Linked DNA regions of Sus scrofa: regions 2, 3 and 4 are each linked to region 1. The links are chromatin contacts, called in public Hi-C, HiChIP or PLAC-seq and promoter capture Hi-C maps. All regions are on one chromosome and are shown on one strand. Each heading gives the region's core, a stretch centred on a gene start, on an enhancer-like site or on the middle of the called end of the contact. The rest is flanking DNA. Distances are from core to core; before and after follow the strand shown. Region 1 holds the start of MST1 (hepatocyte growth factor-like protein). Region 2 has its middle 5.9 kb from the start of GPX1. Region 3 holds the start of SLC38A3 (sodium-coupled neutral amino acid transporter 3). Region 4 holds the start of RBM5 (RNA-binding protein 5).

The links. Promoter capture Hi-C pulls out the DNA fragments that hold promoters and counts their contacts. Hi-C and Micro-C count contacts between places; a contact is called where the count stands out from the background. HiChIP or PLAC-seq counts read pairs in DNA pulled down with a chosen protein or histone mark.
Region 2: a contact with region 1 is called in an H3K27ac HiChIP or PLAC-seq map of alveolar macrophages. The contact joins the enhancer-like site here to the promoter of MST1 in region 1. A contact is called at or near these places in 1 of 5 promoter capture datasets (fetal liver), 4 of 47 Hi-C or Micro-C datasets (heart right ventricle, mesenteric adipose tissue, retroperitoneal adipose tissue and 1 more) and 2 of 2 datasets of contacts at active chromatin or transcription factors (alveolar macrophages and skeletal muscle).
Region 3: a contact with region 1 is called in a Hi-C map of embryonic fibroblasts, with 2.0 times the contacts expected there. The contact joins the promoter of SLC38A3 here to the promoter of MST1 in region 1. A contact is called at or near these places in 1 of 5 promoter capture datasets (fetal skeletal muscle), 1 of 47 Hi-C or Micro-C datasets (embryonic fibroblasts) and 1 of 2 datasets of contacts at active chromatin or transcription factors (skeletal muscle).
Region 4: a promoter capture Hi-C map of fetal liver shows a contact between it and region 1, with 2.2 times the contacts expected there. The contact joins the promoter of RBM5 here to the promoter of MST1 in region 1. A contact is called at or near these places in 2 of 5 promoter capture datasets (fetal liver and fetal skeletal muscle) and 1 of 2 datasets of contacts at active chromatin or transcription factors (skeletal muscle).

Annotation. Positions count from the first base shown.
Region 1 is chr13:32,218,671-32,221,370 of Sscrofa11.1, forward strand. MST1 (hepatocyte growth factor-like protein) reads right to left here and starts at 1,375. Exons shown (of 16, transcript XM_021068776.1): 1 at 1,130-1,375; 2 at 73-220; 3 at 1. The coding sequence starts at 1,223. The region is part of intron 1 of RNF123 (E3 ubiquitin-protein ligase RNF123); the gene reads left to right.
Region 2 is chr13:31,910,125-31,912,824 of Sscrofa11.1, forward strand. No RefSeq gene overlaps it. Among named protein-coding and RNA genes, the nearest start is that of GPX1, 5.9 kb to the right of the region's middle. Within about 2 kb of position 1,412, at least 22 of the 83 cell types and tissues checked have an H3K27ac peak or open chromatin away from gene starts, as enhancers often do. A contact at or near this core is called in alveolar macrophages, retroperitoneal adipose tissue and subcutaneous adipose tissue, where this site is marked.
Region 3 is chr13:32,681,724-32,684,423 of Sscrofa11.1, forward strand. It overlaps SLC38A3 (sodium-coupled neutral amino acid transporter 3), which reads left to right and starts at 1,408. Exons shown (of 16, transcript XM_005669590.3): 1 at 1,408-1,668. The coding sequence starts at 1,582.
Region 4 is chr13:32,578,447-32,581,146 of Sscrofa11.1, forward strand. RBM5 (RNA-binding protein 5) reads left to right here and starts at 1,334. Exons shown (of 25, transcript XM_005669588.3): 1 at 1,334-1,648.

The sequences.
Region 1 (2,700 bases), core at 125-2,624:
CCTGGGAGGGGGAGGCATAAGGTCACCTGGTGCCCCTATACCCAGTTTTATCTGGATATTGTGGCCTCTTACCTGCAGTCCATCAGGGGCCCACAACGCCCTGCACACTCCTCAGCATCTGCCACATCCTCTTGCCAAGACCCAGGCCCCACTGCATGTAGCAGGTGTTGCAGCTCAGTACCCGGGAGCACCTGGAAGTCATTTAAGGGCGAGCGCTGCCCTGCAGGGTGGATATTTGTAGCATCATGTGAATATCAGCACATCCACACTTTATTCATTCAGGAAATCAAACTGCATGGCCTCTCTCATGGATCCTGTGGGTCCATTCAAGGGTCAAACCCCTGTATGGGGTGGGAGAAGCAGGCCCACACATGGTAGTTATCACTAGTACGCTTGTTTAATGGGCAAGGCACTAGGCTCAGATGTAAAACATATACTCTACGAGAGTAGCAGGTGATGGTGCTTGCCCTATGGGGCTTGGCTCCTCTCATTTCTCAGATAAGAATGGTAACGGTTGGAGTTATCATACTAAATAGGCGGAAGCCAAACCCAAGTATTCTGACTCCAAGTATAGGCTCTCATCAGGGTAAGGGCATCTGCTAGAGGGTTAGATCAGTCTTATGAGAGATTACTGCCTGCGTGTGTGGTCCTAACACTGCCTCAATGCTGCAGCAGACTTTTTTTTTAGGGACACACCTGCAGCATATGGAAGTTCCCAGGCTAGGGGTCTAATCGGAGCTGTAGCCGCTGGCCTACACCAGAGCCACAGCAATGCCAGATCCAAGCCGCATCTGCAGCCTATACCACAGCTCACGGCAATGCCAGATCCTTAATCCACTGAATGGGGCTAGGGATCGAACCCACAACCTCATGGTCCCCAGTCGGATGCCTTTCCACTGAGCCACAATGGGAACTCCTGCAGCAGATGTTTTAGTGTAGGCCAGAATAGGCAGTGTGTTTATGTGTTCCTGGGGCTGCCCAGCTCTGCTCAAGAAGCTAAGGTTGCTCACTGCTCCATGCCCAGTAGGAAAGTAAGTTTCTGGCTGGAATAGCGGGATGGGCCTAGGGCCAACCCCTTTCTGAATGCAGGCGGGGATCAGGGCTGGGGGTGAGGGGGAAGAGCACTTACCAGGGGCCCCTGAGCACTGCGTCAGAAGCAGCAGGAGTGGGAGCCACCCCATCCTCCTGGCTGGAGACTGCACTGTGACCCACCACAGCCCCATCCGGGAAGTTGTGAAACTAGTCCCTACGGGATTGGGTGGCTCTGGCTCCACACCCCCACTCAAGGCCTGCTGGGGCCTGACCTGAAACCCAGTGGCAGGAATAGGGGTGGTGCCAGACCTCAGGCCCCCTAGGTGAGGTACAAGTGTCTTCGCTCTGGCACAGCTAGCTCCCAAGAGGCCTCCCTATGTAGTGGACAGTGTTGGAAAGGTTTAATGGGGACACCTGAGGTGCTGGGGCTGGGGAAGGGCAGGGGCATCCCTACAGCCTAGGCTGCTCTGAAAGGAAGAGCAGTGTGTATGGGGTTGCTGCCAGAGCCGGGTTCCAGCCCTCAGCCCCCAGCCCCCAGCATAAGTGGTGATATTTAACTTTTCTGAGCCTCAACTTTTCTCCTGTAAAGTCAAGTTCCCTACCCAACCCCCTAAGCAGCTTACCCCTTTTGCTGACTTAGCCCCAGCTGGAGGCAGGTCGACCCACACCCCTGGCAGCAGAGCCCACCGAGCTCCCCTTGCTCTGCCAGAGATGCTATCCCAGGGAAGATGAGCGAGGTCATTTGTCTGGCCTGAATGGAAGTGAGGCTGACAGGTACCAGGGACCCTGGGAGGAGCAGCCTTTCAGACGTCCGAGGGGACCTCTGGGCTGGGCCTCCAAATACCGGTAGGAGTTGAGGTAGGAGGCCAAGGTCTCCTAGGACTCAGCGTGGCGACAAGACTGGGCTAGGAGCGCCTCCTAAGTAGACGAGGGTCGGAGGCATTTGGGCAGTGAGGCGGTTGGGCAAAAGGCAGGGGCCGGGACATTCCAGCTGGAGGCTGCAGGTGGCGCCCTCTGGCGGAGGCCGGGCGCGGGCCGATGCGCTTGCGCGGCAGAATCGCGGTTTGGCCCTGAACGGGCGCCGTAGGCGAGAGGCTGGGCGGATGTTGTGAGCCGGGACGCCACGGCCGAGGCTGGGGGTGAGTGAGGGGCGACGGGGGCCCAAGAGGGGCGGGTCCCCGCAGCTTCCGTTGCGGCCCGGCCAGTCTAGCATGAGGGTGCTTCCCGTGCAGGGGGTTGCAGCCCGTGGTGCAGGACTCTAGGCTGGAGCTGGCCTGGAAGAGCCTCTGGAGCTTGAGGCCGGGCGGAGACGACTTCGGGAAGAGAAGCGCTACCCTCGCGTCCTTGGGCTCCTAGGTGGGGTCGGTTTGGTTCTGAGCCCTGATCCCCCGGCGGGGCTGACCAGGGTCTACGTGGCAGGGACCCCCGAGCCAAGCCAAGGTCCACCTCTCACCTGTATCCTCAGCACCTGACACCCCGAGTGGATGTCTGGAAGGTTTGCTCATCAGATCAGTGACCACGTCTAATCTGTCCTGCACCTGCTTTGGTGTGAGAGGGCCAGTGGTGGGCATCAGGGCGAGAGTCACTTTCCCAAGGGGCAGGCGTGGTGTGCACTGTGAGTGGGCAAGGGTGTGTGGCAGGAGCTAGAGGACCTGTTTAGGGTGAGAT
Region 2 (2,700 bases), core at 162-2,661, 310 kb before region 1:
CGTTTGCTTCTCTCTTATGCCCAGGGCCAGGGCCTGTGAACCCTCACTCCTTGGGCAAGAACTTCTCTCATTTGAGCTCCTCCTTCCCATCCCAGCAGCGCTCAATGCCCAGTAACTTGCTGACCAGCCCCAGCTGGGATCTTTTTTTTTTTGTCTCTTGTCTGTATAGGGCTGCACTCAAGGCATATGGAGGTTCCCAGGCTAAGGGTCTAATCAGAGCTGTAGCTGCCAGCCTATACCAGACCCACAGCAATACCAGATCCAAGCTGCATCTTCGACCTATACCACAGCTCATGGCAACGCCGGATCCTTAACCCACTGAGCGAGGCCAGGGGTCGAACCCACAACCTCATGGTTCCTAGTCAGATTCGTTTCCGCTGCACCAAGACGGGAACTCCTCTGGGCTTTATTTTAGTGCCAGCCCAGGTGTGTCACACCTCCATGTATAAAAGCATGCTCTTCCAGCCTATTTGGTGATTGTAAAAACAAAAACCTGCCAAATTCATAGTACTCTGACAGGGATCCCTGCCCATTCTTTATAAATCCATGCTGTGTTCTCTTGGGGAAATCTATAGCCAGTTCCAGTATTTTTTTTACCCAGTATTACCCCAAAGTTAGAACCTGTATGAAAAGACTGATCAAGATAGAAATGCCTCTTTAAAAATAAGCTGCTTTTTTTTTTTTTTTTTTTTTTTTGCTATTTTTTTGGGCCGCTCCCGCAGCATATGGTGGTTCCCAGGCTAGGGGTCGAATCGGAGCTGTAGCCACTGGCCTACGCCAGAGCCACAGCAACGCGGGATCCGAGCTGCGTCTGCAACCTACACCACAGCTCACTGCAATGCCAGATTGTTAACCCACTGAGCAAGGGCAGGGACCAAACCCGCAACCTCATGGTTCTTAGTCGGATTCGTTAACTACTGCGCCACGACGGGAACTCCGAAAATAAGCTTGTTTTAAATAATGTTTGTAGAACGACATTGAGACAGAATAAGGAAGTCATCTGATACAGGGGTAATTGTGCAAGAAATGCCTGAATCAGATGAATTTTATCTTTTTTTTTCAGTTCTATGGAGGTATACTTGACAGATAAAATTGTAAAATATTTAGTGTGTACATTGTGATTTAATCTACATATATATATTTTATCAGATATTATGTTTTTAAAAAAACACCAAAAAAAAATTTAACAGCAGCATTTCTGGAAGAACTACTAAAATGGAGGCTCTGAACCTATTGGGAAACAGAAGGGCTCATTCCCTTTTCAGAAGACCTGTGGCCTATATGCTGCTGCCTGCCCCCAGATCAAGCGATGTCCTGGAGGCACTACTACCAAAGGCCAGGACCTCAGGCAGGCTCACTGGGATTCCTTCACTTTTACTTGTTTAATTTGAGCTGCTGATTCACAATGGGGTGGAGTGGGTACAGGTCAGAGCCAGTAGCAGTTGTGTGGTTGTATGAGAAAGAATGTGTGTGTGTGTGTGCTAGGGGAAGATGTCTAGTTTCTTGGGTAGGAAGATGCAGTGTTAACTGGCTTTATTCTGAGTCTTCCTGAAAAGGAGAGGGTTGGTATGGACAGTTGAAGGGGGCAAGCAGCTTCAAGTCTGAGAAGGAATATTCACCAGCCAGGGTCAGCCACATGGGAATCTCAGAAGTTCCCTTTTCTGGCAGCTCAAGGCATAAACTGAAGAAAAAAAAAAAAAAAGTGGGCATGGAGGGGTGAGTCACCAGGCACCCTGAAGGGAAGAGGTTGGTATCAGTTCAAAAAGGCCTGTGTTCCCACTCCAGAGCCAACAACAGAGTGTGGCTTGGGCCACACTGACCCTTTACAGGAAAGAAGAGAGTTGGAGCAGGAAGGCTGTCCTTATGGGTTCAGCTAAAGGTCATTGAGTAAGATCCTAAATCCCCAGACTTTCCACGTCAACAACTCTGGAGGCTGGTTGTGGATATAGATTTTAACAAGCCCTCAGGTGATTCTCAGGCATTATATATTAGCTCCTAGAACAGGACCTAGTCCATTTGGGGCACAGGCTGTCTTGTTTCAGCTCTAACTGCCCCCCATCCCCCCACCCCACAACAACAAATCTGTACTACATTTGCTAAGGAACACTCAGTCTCTCAGTCCACAAACACTTGTGCAGATAACCGTTTTTATGAAATGCCCCTTCCCTTGGATCCTGACTCTATCCATCTACCTCTTTGCCACCTCACCCAGGATTGTGAGTCAATAGGATTTCGAATAGGTTTAGGCCCCCAGGTCTTCTTGCCGTTCTCCCCAGGTGAGACCTTATCCCCTCCAATGGCTACTTACTGACCTCTTGACTAGAACTTTGTCTCTAACCCAAATTCCTTTTCTGAGCCTCTTGTAAGCACTTGCCCCAGATATCTCCATCTGGATCTGAGCTCATCTCCTTCTTGCACCTGCTTCTCCTTGTGTTCTCCATTTGTCATTGACGCTAACTTTCCACCTCAGGCCCTGGCACAATGAACTCCTTGCCGGTCTGCCCTCCTTCAGCTTCTTCCTTGGCTAGTGGCTTCTTTATTATTATTATTATTTTGTCTTTTCAACGGCCGCACCTGAGGCATATGGAAGTTCCCAGGCCAGGAGTCTAATCGGAGCTGCAGCAGCTGGCCTATACCACAGCCATAGCAACACAGGATCCAAGCCACGTCTGCGACCCACAGCATAGCTCACAGCAATGC
Region 3 (2,700 bases), core at 158-2,657, 460 kb after region 1:
TCTGGAAAGCCCCCAACATGACTTCAGGCCAAGGGTCCTGCCCCTACACACAGCCCTCCACCTATCAATGCTGATCCCACACTCACTCAAGCCTCCCTGTGGCCAACTGGTTTCTTCCACCCACAGTGCCCTCTCTTCCCCACCCTGGCATGTGCCTTTCCTCCCCTTGGCAGAGCCAATGCCACAGATTGCTTCTCCATCAGGTTTTTCCTGAGCTGCTTTTAGAGCTAACCTGGCAAGAGCTTTCCTGTCTAGAGGAAAAGACAGGCGCACCCAGAGACACTGAGGCTGTGGCCATGCAGTGGGGTGATGAAAGCAGCTGCAGTAAGTACAGGGAGAGCTGGTTCTTCCTGGGGGCTCAGGCAGGATTCTCAGAGGTGACCTTTCATTTGGGCTTTGAGGAACAAGTGAGAGTTCGCCAAGGAGGTGGGACAGGAACGTGTGCGGCCAACCAGGCAGTGGGGGATGAAGAGGCCAACTGGGAAGAGGAGCAGGTTGGGAGGATGTCAGGGAAGCCAGCTGGGTGCGAGACAGGTGCTTGCAGTGTGTCCAGGGAGCTGGTGGATAAAGATGCTAGGCTCTGGGGAGGACTGGGTTGGAGGTGAAGATGGAGCTCCACTGTAAAAGAGGGTCTGGGAGTTCCCATTGTGGCGCAGGAGAAACAAATCCAACTAGTAACCATGAGGTTGCAGGTTCAGTCCCTGGCCTCGATCAGTGGGTTAAGCTGTGGTGCAGGTCGTAGATGTGGCTCAGATCTGGCATTGCTGTGGCTGTGGCGTAGGCCTGCAGCTGTAGCTCTGATTAGACCCCTAGCCTGGGGAACCTCCATATGCTGCAAGCGTGGCCCTAAAAAGCAAAACAAAAGAGAGAGAGAGAGAGAGGGTCTGGGGTTTCTGTGTAGATGGTGTGCCAGGGGAGGTGCTGGCATGGTGAGAGGAGCCTACCTAGCTGGAGGTTGAGAAGATGTGACTAAAGAGGGAGGAACAGAGCAAAGGGCTGCCGGGACCCTGGAAGGAGGGTCTGGGAGATCCTGGGACCCTAAGTTCTGCCTTGTGTGTTTAGCAGTTTCTGGAGATGAGGGAGCAGAGGCAGGGGGCCCGGCTGAAGGCTGAGATAAAACTTCCTCCACCTTCCACTCCACGTGGCTGCCCCCAGTGCTGCAGCTATGTGGATGGATATTCCCTCTGGCCTCTGGCAGAAGGCGCCTGGTACCTCTCAGAGCCCCGTAACGGCTGCCAGATGTCCAGCCACCTCGGGCTGGGTTGGGAGATTCGGCAGGTGGCGGGAAAGGCCTCCGAGCTGTGTTTGCCCTGGCTGGGGCCCAGGCCTAGCATCAACAAACAGGCAGCCCCTCCCCCAGCCTGGCCACAACTGGCCCGCCCAGGGACCCCACATCACGCTGCCTTGGTGCCTCCCACAGCAGCCCAGCCCAGCCAGTCCCTGCTTCTTCCAGTTTGGATTGAGGACCCCAACACCCACATGATGAGTGACCTTGAAGCCAGGCCTGGCTCCTCAGGAACTGCCAGTGGGAACACCCAACCCTTGGCAAATGGCTTCTGTTAGCATCCAGGGTATCTGGAGATGGGAGGTGGGGGCAGATTGAAATGCTGCTCAGCGCCTCTCCTATGTGACTCTGTCCCACCGGCAGTCCTCAAGGCCCTTTGGAAGGTAAGAGTCTTGGGGTCTCTTATAACCAAGGTAAGCTGTGATCTGGGGATTACACCAGCTCCAGATCAAGAGGGAGAGCCAGTCCCTTCCTGTTTCTCAGCCATCAACAGGGAAGGAGCTTGGGTAGTTTAGGTTTTCAAGGATGCCACCATCCTAATGCCTTTCTCTTTAGTCCTCCCAGGCCCCTGGCACTCTTAGCCAAAGCTGAGTCCCCTGCCCTTTGCTCACAGCTTCCCCTTCACCCACTCCCTGAAGCCAGGGGAAAGGACAGAGCCATTTCGTGTAACACAGAGAGAAACTGAGGTGTGCTAGGGCTTGGCTGTGGTGGTGCCATGAGTCAGGAGGAAGAGAATTCTGGAGTCCTGACTCCGAGGGCAGGGGAGGGTTGTGGTTCTTTCCCAACACCGGGGAGGGGGGCATACATGAGACAGAGACTAGCTTGGCTAGGAACAGCAGAGGCCATGGATTAATCGGATCAGAGCCAGTGGCTGAGAAGCAAGTGACACAGCTGTTCTACGAACACCCCCGCCCCAATTCACCCCCAAGGTCAAGGCCTCCCCCAGCATCCCTGAAGGGGGGGCCTTAACACCCACCACCCACCTCTGAGCACCAAGGCCTTAGGGGAGAAGCAGGCAAGGGTGGGATAGGAGCTTCCTGCCAAGAACCTGGCCACCCTAGAAACCCCTTCCCCAAGGCACCAAGTCCCAGGCCTCACTGCCCATGGGCAGACACAGCTGTCTCCTATTCCTTAGAAATAAGGAAAGGGGGCATGGCCAGGGGGATCCAGGCAAGGCTGAGCACCAGCCGAGCCCGGCTCCACCCCTGTCCTCACTGCCCCAACACTTGTCTACCCGCAATCTCTTCTGAATATTTGGGAGTAAAGATAGAATTGATATAGGGAATGTCTGTCCTCACCCTATCCCACCTCTGCTTGGGAAGGGCGAGGCAGGCAGAAAAGAAGTCCCTTGTCCTGAGTGATGTCTGAAAATCCCCCACGGAAGGCACCCTTCACTGAGGCCCTGCTCCCACTCC
Region 4 (2,700 bases), core at 84-2,583, 360 kb after region 1:
AAAGGAGTCATGGATGACTCTAAGGTTTTTGTCCTGAGTAACTGGAAGCAGGGAATTGCCACTCACAGTCCAGGGAAGGCTGTGAAGGAGACAAGGTTGGTTTTGGCTGTTAACTTCGAGATGCTCTTAGAAAGAAGACCAAGCAGGAGTTCCCGGTGTGGTGCAGTGGTTAATGAATCCAACTAGGAACCATGAGGTTGCAGGTTCCATCCCTGGCCTTGCTCAGTGGGTTAAGAATCTAGTGTTGCAGTGAGCTGTGGTGTAGGTTGCAGATGCGGCTCAGATCCCACGTTGCTGTAGGCGGGTGGCCATAGCTCCTATTAGACCCCTAGCCTGGGAACTGCCATATGCTGCAGGAGCAGCCCTAGAAAAGGAAAAAGACAAAAAAAAAAAGAAAAAGAAAAAGAAAGAAAGAAAAAAGGAAGGCCAAGTAATAACTCTTAAAATAACCCTGGTATATAACTTCCCTGAGCCCTTGCCTTAGACTAATATTAATGGAATGATATTCTGGACTGCCTTCAAGAATAGTCTTCAGGAGTTCCCGTTGTGGTGCAGCGGAAAGGAATCTGATTAGGAACCATGAGATTTCCGGTCCCATCCCTGGCCTAGCTCAGTGGATTAAGGATCCCGAGTTGCCCTGAGCTGAGGCCTAAGTCGCAGAAGCAGCTCAGATCTGGTGTTGCTATTGTAGGCCGGTGGGTACAGCTCTGATTAGACCCCTAGCCTGGGAACCTCCATATGCTGCGGGTGTGGCCCTTTAAAAGACCAAAAAAAAAAAAAAAAAAAAAAAAAAAAAAAAAGTCGTCTTGAATTTCCCGCGGGACTCAGTGGTAATGAACCCAATAGCATCCATGAGGATGCAGGTTCAATCCCTGGCGTTGCTCAGTGGGTTAAGGTCAGCAGGTTAAGCATATGTTGTCGCCTTGAACTGTGATGTAGGTCGCAGACGGGGGCTCGGATCCCACATTGCTGTGGCTGTGGGGTAGACCAGCAGCTGTAGCTCCGACTGGACCCCTAGCCTGGAAATTTCTCTATGATGCAGGGTGGGGTCCTAAAAAAGAAAAAAAAATCTTAATTTCCATAAACCTCAATTTCCTCACTTGTAAATGGGTTTAATACTCACTTCCTAGGTCATTAAAATAAAAATATATTATTTGTAAAGGTTGTGGCCCAATAATCTAATCTACTTTTCAATGATGCAATAGGCAATCAACCTATGTTCCTTCTCTTAAAGCCAGATTAATCGTGATGGTTTACATCCTATCAGTGAAAGCAAACTGTACTCTCTAAGACCTTTGTAGCCAAGGCAAATAATTACTTTGCCTAATAAAGGTGAGAGTTCTGCAAAAGACAGATTGAGGACTTGGCGGTGGTTTTGAAGAAAGAGAAATACGCAGGAAATTGACACTGGGCGTAGTTAAGTGACAGGCTGCCCTAGCGACCACACTTCCCAGCAGCCCTCGCTCAGCCAAAAACCTTCTGGATTGGACTTCTCCTTAGGAGGCGGGGGAGGAGGGGAAGGGATAGGCGCGAGGTACTGTGGGTAGGAGACGGCCTTCGACGGAGGCGCCATTTTGTGAAGCGGTGGACCCTGCTGCAAATCTGGAGCATAAAACCGCTACTGCTGCTACTTCTGTCTTTCTTGGGGGTAAGTGCGGCATCCACCCGTAATGACTGGAAGTTTCTGCTCTTGGGGTAGACTCTGTAGAGCCTTCCTGTCAGCCGCGGGCGGCGGCCCATCAGCCCCAGCCAGATCTCCCGAAGGGCTACCAGAGGCTTTGGAGGGCCGCGCCCCTCCTCGCCACCAGCGTTGTCAACTTTCAGAGGGCGTTCTGCCGCCCAGTTCGAGGCCCGCTTCTTTCGGGCTTTGAGTGTACCCCTACCGGGACGTGTTTCTGACTCCCCAGCTGAACTGAATCGTCGTCTGTTTCGGGTACTTCTCAGGGGCGCCCTGGTAGTCTCCAGCCGCCATCGCCCCGCAGCTTCGGTGAAAGCTGTTAGGTGAAGGCTGATCTTCGGGCTGGGAATCTCTTGGGGGAAGGCGCGTGTGCAGGCAGGAAGAGAAAGCAGGACGCCTGAGTCGGTCTCGCAGGCCGTGGCGCCGCCATCTCAGCCGCGACACCCCACGGAGGTGGGTCCGGGCACTGCCCAGGCGATCAGGGGCTGCATCAGAGATTATACCCAATGCCTTGTTTCTCCCAGATGGTTCTTTTCCATTTATTAATTCAGCAGATGTTCTTTGAACAGGCGCCAGGGACGGCTGTAACTAGTTTCTCGGACCTTACACACATCGAACGCCGTCTAGCTGTGTGATGTTGTATCACTCCCTGTGCGCCGCGGGGCCAGGCTGGCAGCCTCTGGGGTGGTTATTGTTACCTAGGAATTAAGTCATGTCGAGGTTTGCTCTTGTCTGATTGAAACAGCTTTGGACCAGCCGTTGCGTTATAAATGGAGTAGATTTCAGTCAGCTCAGCATCGGGTTTCTGAAAGATTTTAAGTTTTTTATCAGTAATTTTTAAACTTCATTTTGCTCCTTTTATTAATAAAGATACTTTGATTAATGTTTTAACTACCCGGTTGGAGTTGCCTTGATCCAGAACACAGAGAGCTGATTGCAGCTGTGCCCTTTTTGCATTGTAATCCTAGAGTAGGAGCAGGAAATGAATCTTCTGCTTGCATCATTTTATGGGTTTGTTATGA